2 separate regions of the Rattus norvegicus genome follow, and region 1 is linked to region 2. Evidence: chromatin contacts called from public Hi-C data. All regions are on one chromosome and are shown on one strand. The core of a region is the stretch at or near the end of the contact, and the rest is flanking DNA. Distances in the headings are between cores, read along the strand shown.

Region 1 (4,780 bases), core at 1,219-3,718, 97 kb after region 2:
CAGGCCCAAATCCAATATGGCTCACTACATAGTAGTTGGTTGCCATTCACTAGTAGCCGTGGTCAAAGAAGAAACAAAAGGAAAGAAATTAGACTCGGGGGTTTTCCTAATTCCTCTCTCCTCTATCCTTGTTTCTCCTATCTAGTGTTAGGGGGTGAAACTGGGGAGGAAGGTTGGGAGAAAGAAGAACCCACAAAGTAGAGAAGACCAGCTACAGGCTAGGAGGGTGGTCTGTACAAAATTAACAGCCATTGAAGACTAAGTGGCAGAACCTGATACTGGAAACCTATTAACCCTACCTCTGTCTCGGAAAGCTGTTATGATTGCCTTGTTAAATTCTACTCCTGTAACCCTGCTTACTTTCCCCAATCTGGAAACCACCTACCCCTGACCTATAAAAACCTTGTCATCCTCATGTCCAAGGCAGACTTCTTGAACCCCACCTTGGCGGGGAGACAGCCTATGTACATAAATAAAAATGTTTGCTTTAATTAATTGCTTGCTTGCTTTAATAAATTTGGTCATGATGATTTAGTTCAGTGGCCTTTCTCCTCAAGTCTTTGGGAACTACAGCACATGGACTTTAGTCCTGTGTGTACAATAGCTCGTCTCCTCTCAAGGTATTCTTCAACCTCTACAAAGTTTTGCCCAGCTTTTTGTTGTTTTTAAAGACAAGGTTTCTCTGTGTAGCCCTGGCTTCCTGGCTCTGTAGATCAGGCTGGCCTTGAATTCAGAGATCTGCCTGCCTCTGCCTCTCATGGGCTGGAATTAAAGGTATGTACCACTGCGCCTGACTTTTTATGCTTTTGACTGAAAATGTAATTTCCGTTATTCTTACTAACGATCCATTAAGGGAAAGATGCTGCCTACTAACCAAAAACCAATGAAATCTATCTCTGAGGTAGAGCCATAAATCTTAGTCCAACTGGCTCTGCCAATCACCTGGATAAGGGACCATCCCTTAGAAAGGTAGGTTCACCTAAAGCCATGCAAAAGGAGGAATAACCTACCCTTTAATGAAACAGGCAGACTTTCTCTTCCCAAAATTCCTGGCCACTATCGCAGTCGTTTCAGATTCCCGATGAGCTTCTCCATGATTTCTGTCTACTGTCCCAGAAACACTCAACCTTCTCTTTGTCTTCTCAGTTCTTTTGGGTGCTGGCCTAATATACTTTCTCTGGTAGTTTGGGCTTTCCTCCCTCATTCTCTAAAGCTTCCCTCCTGGCCACGCGGCTGCTTGTAACCCATGGAGCTGACTTCTATGTCTGTCTAACACAAATGGCCTGGCCTCTCTCCCACTTCTCCATCTTCTTCTGGATAGCTGCCACGGTTTACAGCCTGCCTGCACAGATGCTTTGTTTTGTATCCTTTCTTTTCAACTCTAATAAATTTTCCTCAAGCTTCCTTTTGAGTTTCTTCTTAAATTCTTTTATTAATGAGACTAAGAACCTCAGGAGGGAACTCTGATTTCCCTAGTAACAGGTGGCAACTCCCATGGGACTCCCCAGAATTTCCGGTAACAAGCTCGGGAGGATGACATGTAATATAATACTGAAACTCTTAACACCAGTTTGAGGTTTTTCTTTTTCTTTCTTTTTTTTTTTTTCTTTTTCAGTTTCCTCCTCCCCTTTTTGAGACAGGGTTTAACATTGACTATAACCAAGAATAATCTTGAATTTGTAGTGATTCTCCTGCCTTTGTCTCTAGAGTATTAGAAGTATAGGTGTGTGCCACCAACTCTGGCTTTTTTTTTTTTTTTAAGAATTTAATATTCACGTACTTAAGACACTTGCAGATCGTTTATTTAGTCCTCAAAAATATTAACTGCTTTTATTCACTTAAGCAAAATTAATTTCACCTTTTCCCATTGAGATCTTTAAAGTTCCGACAAATTTGTAATCTCTTCCCCTATACATCACTCCCATTCATTCATCACAGAAATAAATTCAGGCCACCAAAAAAAAAAAAAAAATTCAAGCTGCCTGCACACTCCCCCTCTCACACAATGTGGGCTCATACAACGAGGTTTTGAATCTTTTCTCTGTTGCACGTAACTTACTTCAGCCCTCCCAAGATCTTACTCCTTTCACCATTCAAGTCTTTAAGTAGTAAAAGCAGCTTTCCGAGCAGTTTCTTAATTAATCAGGTTGGGGAGACTAGGTAGAGCCCCGCCCCTTGGGCGGGGCCACAGCGGCGGGCGGAACCCGATGTCTACTCTGGCTGCTTTACAGACGATTCCTTTACAATCTTCAGAAGAGAGACCCACACAGAGACAGCCAATCAATGGCCGCGGTCCTCGGCGTCCGGAGCGGGGCTAGCCCCGCCCACTCCCAACCTCCCGCGGGGGCCGTCCGAGCCTCGCGGGCTCCCGCAGGCCCCGCCCCCTGGGCAGGCGCGGCGGTCATTGGATGGCACTCAGCTCGCAGTCGCCGCGGTTGCTGGGAGAGGGAGGTGGGGGCGGGGCCCACGGTGGTCCAAGGGGCCCGAGAGAAAGGCTGCTAGGCGCGGGCGGGCGCGCTGGGCGGAATCGAGCGTCTCGGTGGCGGTTTGCCTGGCGGCCCGCGCGGCGGCGTCGCGGTGCGGGAACCGGTCCCCGTTGACAGCTCCGCGTCTTCCGGCCGCGCCACTCGGGAAGTGGCTTCCTCCCTGCGCTCCCTCCGCGAATACGCGCGGCCTCGGAAGAGAAGCGGGAGGCGGCGGCAGCAGCGGAGGTCGTCGGGGGCGGCGGGCGGTGAGCGCGCTCCCGCTTTCCCGGCGGCGGCCGCAGGACAATGGAGGTGGCTGTGGAGAAGGCAGCGGCGGCGGCGGCTCTGGCCGGGGCCCCCGCAGCGGCGGCGCCGAGCGGGGAGAATGAGGCCGAGAGCCGGCAGGGCCCGGACTCGGAAAGCGGCGGCGAGGTGTCCCGGCTCAACCTGTTGGACACTTGCGCCGTGTGCCACCAGAACATCCAGAGCCGGGTGCCCAAGCTGCTGCCCTGCCTGCACTCGTTCTGCCAGCGCTGCTTGCCCGCACCCCAGCGCTATCTCATGCTGACGGCGCCCTCGCTGGGCTCAGCAGAGACCCCTCCACCGGCTCCTGTCCCCGCCCCCGCCCCGGGCTCCCCGGCCGGTGGTCCTTCGCCATTCGCCACCCAAGGTGAGAGGGGCCCGCGAGGTGGCGGGCGCGACCCGCTGTCACGAGGCTGTGGAGGGGGTGAAAAGGACCAGTGCCGGTCGAGCGACTCAGCGGTCCCTCACTTTTTGCAGAGCTCTGACGGTTGTGGCGAGTTAGCAGCTCCCCGCTGCCTTCGCGAAGCTTTGTCCGGGTGCATATGATCCGGATCAGCTCGTGTACACCCGGGTTATGCGAGCTAGAAAGGGGGAGGGAGAGGTGGAGATGAAGTGATGGGATTTTCTTTGATGATTGATTGCAGATTGGCTGCCGTCTGTTTCGAATCTTGTGCGTTCCGGGCTTTTTACCGTAATGAGTTCCCTCTCTATCCCCTCCGTTGAGGACAAAGGAACCAGAAGAAGGAGTTTTGTTGTCTGCTGCTTTCGAAGATTTTATTTTGAGAGATTCAATAAAGGATAGAAAGTAAATAGACTTCCAAAGTGTTTTGTAAGCAGTAGTTGGAAGTTACTTTCTCTTTTGTGGCGTTATCGGGTAATTAGTTTTTGACAGGTAGTTTCCATTGCTTATGTTAACAGGTTTGAAGCATTTAAAGTGATTTGAAGTGCAGTAATTATTTCTGGGAGAACGCTTGAAGTTTTTAACTTTTAATAATGCAAATATTTGGGCAAATTTGCGTCTTTAAAATAGTAACCGCAAGTCTTTTTCTATTGCTTAGTGGGTTTTTTTGTTTGTGTGTATGTTTTGTTTGGCTTATGTAGCAGCCCAAACTTATCCACAACTAGCAATCTTCCCGTCTCAGCCTTTTTAGAGTAAAGATAACAGGCAGGAGCCATCACACCTGCTGGCCAGTCACTTTTAGCATCTCTTTTAAGGGAATAACTGCTTTGAATTAATTTGTTAAGTAATTACTTTAGGTCAGGATGCAATTACTGGCTTGGATTGTTGACTTAGAACCACGTAGCTCTATCTTACAACGGTCTTTAAACATAGGAAACTATTTTCCACGGGTCTGTATTGTTACGGGAAGCACCACAGGGAAAGCCCACCAGAAGGAGACCACTCAGCTATAGCCAAATGAAAGTATTCCAGCCCCCTGGATTACACTCAGGTATCAAGGATGCAGATGTAAGCCAGTGGTTTTCAACCTGTAGGTCCAGACCCCTTGTGGAGGGTGGAATGAAGCTTTCACTGAGGTCCAATATCTGATGTCCTGCATACTAGATGTTTATACTATGATTCTTAACAGTAGCAAAATTACCATTATGATGTACCAAAGAAAATAATTTATAGTTGGGGGTCACCACAACATAAGGAAGTGTGTGTTAAAAGTGGCAGCACTAAGATTAAGAACCTTAGACCTTTAGAGGAAGGGGGCTTTTTTGTCTTTTGGTTTTTGGTTTTGTTTTTTGGGTTTTGTTTCGGTTTTTTGGTTTGGGTTTGCTTGTTTTGTTTTTGAGATAAGTGTTTCTCTATGTAACAGCTCTGGCTCCTGGAGCATGCTCTGTAGACCAGGCTGGCATAGAAGTCACAGAGATCCGCCTGCCTCTGACTCCCTAGTGCTGGGATTAAAGGTGTGAGCACCACTGCTCTGCAAGGGGCTTTCAGAGTCACATCCTCTTATCTTGCCTTTTGCCTTGTAGTTGCAAGCAAGAAGTTTTGTGCAAGCAAG
Region 2 (4,856 bases), core at 2,265-4,764:
AAAAAATACTTAAAGGAAAAGATAGAGAAGCAGAGAGGGAGGATTCTGTTCTGGAATGAACATAAATCAACAAATTCAGAGTACATACCCAATGGTGACCTGGAGCTGTCATAGGCATGGGGAGGAGTGTAACAAAAAGCAGAGGTTTCCCAAGGGCAAATATAGAGGATTGCATAAGTTGTTCAAAATCAATTATCCTTTGCTACAAAGGTCTGTATCATGGGTGCCATGCACAGGTTATCAGGTAACCTCACTGTGATGTTCTTCATGTGTAACAACGTGATCATTGGGCAGGGTGATGGTTTACAAAGAATCTTTATAATGATTTGGGTGCTTTGCTTTGCTTTTTGCTCTGTTTTGTTTTGCTTTGCTGGTCATTTTATCATGATAGGTTAACCATGACCTCCTGGTCCCTGGCTCCACTTACTTTGGTGAGTCCATTTTGGTACTATTTCTTTTTCAATTTATCTAGAAAGCAGTGTGCCTGTGTCCTGTGAGCATAACAGCATTTGGAAGTCCATTCTGCTCTAGACCTACAGCTGACCATCCAGCCTTTCACCAAAGAATCCAATGTTGCCATCTCTAGCCATACTCCTTGGCTCTCACTATCCCCCAGAGTAAAAGCCCTCCACTATGGCTTACATGTCTTCAAACTTGCACAGTGTCTCATTCATTTTCTGCACTTGAACAGAAGTTCCATCCAGAGCAAGCACAAGTGACCCTGTGACCACTGTCCATAACTACAGCCATTTCTTAACCACCTCTGTGCTGAAGCTAATATCTTGTGACTGATGGACTTAAAACCCTTGGAATCTATTAATTAACAGATCCACTAGCTTCCACCTACCCAAAAGCTAAGACCACCATCAGACAGCATCTTGGGTCTATAGAAAGGCCCTCCTCCATCTTTCTGTAACACCTCTCTAATGTACCCACCAATGTATTTTAAATGTGCTTCAATTTATGACTGTCTTTGTTCTGTAAAACTATAAAATTGCATGAAATTGCTTTCATTTTAGATCACGGGATTCAGAGTAATCTAAATCTGTTTCTGGTCCATAACCACTCAAAATGACTCCAGAGTAAAGTATCTTTTATTCTGTTTAAGATGAGAGATGTGGTTCTTGCATTGACAAGATCCTGTCTCCCAAAAAATTGGTCAGTGAGGAAGCAGGGTTGTTCCAGGATACACCAACAATATTTTTGGTCTTGTCCATCAGCCAAAACTGGTTGCATATAAGGCTTTAAAAGACAATTTGACTTTCCCAGTCTCTGTGGAAAAGCTCATAATGACCAGTAGCTATCACAAAATGGAACTTGAAGTCAGCTAAACCCATTTTGGTAGTTTGAATAGATTTGGCCCCCAGATACTCATGTGCTTAATGCTTGGCCCACAGCTTGGCCTATTAGGAAGTATTGCCTTGTTGGAAGAAGTGACCTACTCTGTGGGCGTGGGTTTTGACCTAGTATGGAAGGGCGCCTGCCTGAAAAAGCCAATCCCTTTCTGCTGCCTGCAGATCAAGACATAGAATTCTTGACTTCTCTAGCACCAAGTCTGCTTGCTTGCTGCCATGTTTTCCACCAGGACAATAATGGACTAAACCTCTGACACTGTAAGCCAGTCCCAATTAAATGTTTGCTGTTATAAGAGTACCTCTTCACAGCCATAAAATCCATATGCACCCATAGAATTTTTGGGAGACATATCATGCTTCCTGTCTGTCTTTCCTTCATTCTTGGGAACAAAGGGTTTATTATAGCCTATGGCTTATAGCCTATAAGTTACATCATGAAAGGAAGTCATGTTTTGTTTTCAGGAACCTGAAAACAAAAGCCAGGAGGAATGCTGCTTAATATCTAACTTGCTCCCAGGCTTGCTTAGCTATCTTTCCTGTATAGCTCTAACCCATCTCTCTATGGACATCATGGTCCACAATGAGTTGAGCCCCTCTACATTCTCAAATTGTCAATTTACAATCAGGACAGCTCTACATATAAACACTGCAATCATCTACAGGCCAATATGATCTGGGTAATCCCTCAATTGAGACAGGTCAGTGTCTAAGACACACACGTAGGAGGAAGAAACCCGAAATTAGGCATGCTTTCAACTCTAGTTGTCTGAATTAGGGTTTCTACTGCTGTGATGAAACACCATGACCAAAAGCATTTTAGAGAGGAGCTATTTATTTGCTTATGCTTTTAAATCACTGTCCATCACTGAAAGACATCAAGGCAGGAAGTTGGAGGTAGGAACTGATGCAGAGGCAATGGAAGAGTGCTGCTTACTGACTTGCTTCTTATGGCTTGCTCAGTCTGCGTTCTTATAAAACCCAGGGCCACCAGCTCAGGAATGGCACAAAGAGTTGGGCACCCCCACATCAATCACCAATTAATAAAATGCCCTACAGGCTTGTCTACAGCCCAATCTCATAGAGGCATTTTCTCAATCAAGGTTTAAGATGAAGCATCTTATGCCAAATTCACATAAAACTATCCAGAACATCATCACTTAATAGGCAACGGCAATGGGTCTCTGAGTTCAAGGCCAGCTTAATCTACCTAGTGAGGGGGAGGACAGCCTTCGACTACACAGTGAAACCCTGTCTCAAAATAAGAAAACAACAACAAAACCCTCGTATCGTTTTGTTTTACATTTAAACTCTACTAGTGCTTAAAGTTTATGCAGACAAGTTTAAATTTTTTGGACAAAGACTCAGGGCTCTGCTCCATGGACTTATTTGTCCAGAGTAAAATTTAAACATTAGGTTTCTGTAATTAATTTTTAAAGAGAAATTATAAAAACTTTCTATTCTCACTGTCAGCTTGACGGTATTTGGAGTCACCATGGAAACACATCTCTGAGTGTGTCTATGAATGTGCTTTCAGAAAGACTTAACAGAACAGGCAGTGTACATCATATGACCAGCATATGACCATTCCTCTGGTTGGGCAGGGGGAGGGGTATATGGGAAGAATGTACAATTGGCTCAGCCCAGGACATGTCCAATCAGTCTCTTGCTGTTACTTCAGTCTTTTCCTAGCCCTAAAAACAATTCTTTTTAAATTAAGATCTATTTATTATTAGGGTATATTATTATGGAAGGAGGTCTTGCCATAGTGCTTGTGCAGGTTCAGAGAACAATTATGAAGTTTGTTTTCTCCTTTCATTTTTGCAAGAGTTCTGGGGATCCAACTCAGGTTGTCAGGGTTGACCAGAAAGTGCTCACCCAATGAGCAGCCAATGAAAAAGCTTCTGCATAAAATAGCCCCATGAACCCCTCCATACTTAGGAGTTTCATTTTCCCTTAATTCTCCTGGAATAGAGATTAACCTTTTCATAATGACTCAAAATGTAACAGGCTCCCAAACCTTAACACAGCTGATTCTCAAAGAGCTAAAGTTGGGGTCAATGTAAGGTCAGTGGAAAAATTCCACCACAAACCTTGGAGCACAAAGAACCCTCCCTTCCAGGAAGGGTAGAGCTGGTTTAGTTCCTAGAACAACTGCAAGCCAAATTGTCAAACAAAGCCACCTCTGATTCCCAACCAACCCCTTTGGAAAGTCCCTGACAGTCCACTGACCGCGAGTCAGTTTGAAGGTCACTTCGCCCCACCAACAGTAGCCTGACTAGTTACTATTGTTTGAATTCTACCCTTATTGTTTGAAATCTGCCTTTATCAAAGATATATAACTCTCTGTTCAAGTCTGCTCAGGGTCGTCTCCCTCTCAAACTGGGGCGACCGCAATTTGCTGGAACAATAAAAACTCCTCTTGCTTTTACATTGATCACCACCTCTGTGAGTCTCATTCAAGGGGTTCTGGTAAGGTCCAACTTGAACCTCACAACTCCATGATGGAAGGAAGTACCTTTCAGGCCATACAGCTCAGCATGTAAATAGCACAACCAGTCAAAATGAAAACAAAGACCTAATTCACCAAAGTTCATAGTTCTGGAAAGCTCTCTAAATGTACTAACCTTACTTTTTTAGCTTCTGTAGTTCTGCTTCTGTCTAACTATTCTTGTTAACTGAAATATGTTAACCCAGGATATATATTTTGTGCTTAAAAGCTCACCATGAGAAAGGCTTAGAGCTATAATGGGATTGCCAAACATCCAGTCTAGTTGCTAGCTGGCTAACAAAGACTTTCTATTGGTTTAAACCCATGTCTAAGTAGTTGTTTCTGGTGAATATCGCACAACAAAAGACAGATGAATTAGGGAAAGGCTCACCCCAGCATAAGAAATGACCCACTGTATTAGTCAAGGTTTTACTGCTGTGAAGAGACACCATGACCATGGCAAGTCTTATAAAGGACAACATTTAATTGGGGCTGGCTTACAAGTTCAGACAATTATTGTCAAGGCAAGAGCGCGGCAGCATCTAGGCAGGCATGGTGCAGGAGGAGCTTAGAGTTATACATCTTCATCTGGAAGTTGTTAGCAGAATATTAACTTCCAGACAGCTAAAGTGAGGGTCTGAAGCCCACACCCATAGTTATATAACTACTCCAACAAGACCTCACCTTCCAATAGTGCCATTCCCTGGACCAAGCATATAAAAACCATCACACCCACAAAAGCTGCATCCCTGGAAGCATCCTTTACAACCTGCAGGTCTCTCAGCCAGCTAGAGTCTCCTTTCTGCATCAGTTGTCCAAGCTTATACAACTTCAGGAACTTCCTCATACTTCTGAGTTGTGTACTTCCCGAGCCTTACTTAGTTTTGCTTCTTCCTGCTATTAATGAGCCTCAATCCAGAAGAGAAAGCTTTAATTCAGAGGAAATTGCTACAAATATCCCCCTGCCCCTAACTCTGGGTGCTGTGGCCAAAGTTTTGTGCCACCCCCAGGTG

The links. A called contact is a pair of places that touch in the nucleus more often than the background predicts.
Region 1: a contact with region 2 is called in a Hi-C map of Schwann cells, with 2.3 times the contacts expected there. The contact joins the promoter of Trim24 here to the enhancer-like site in region 2. A contact is called at or near these places in 2 of 12 Hi-C or Micro-C datasets (Schwann cells and liver).

What each region holds. Positions count from the first base shown.
Region 1 is chr4:67,531,867-67,536,646 of GRCr8, forward strand. It overlaps Trim24 (tripartite motif-containing 24), which reads left to right and starts at 2,469. Exons shown (of 19, transcript NM_001395753.1): 1 at 2,469-3,135. The coding sequence starts at 2,772. It also overlaps the pseudogene Hmgb1-ps18.
Region 2 is chr4:67,433,872-67,438,727 of GRCr8, forward strand. No RefSeq gene overlaps it. Among named protein-coding and RNA genes, the nearest start is that of Trim24, 98 kb to the right of the region's middle. Within about 2 kb of position 3,515, at least 3 of the 93 cell types and tissues checked have an H3K27ac peak or open chromatin away from gene starts, as enhancers often do. A contact at or near this core is called in Schwann cells, where this site is marked.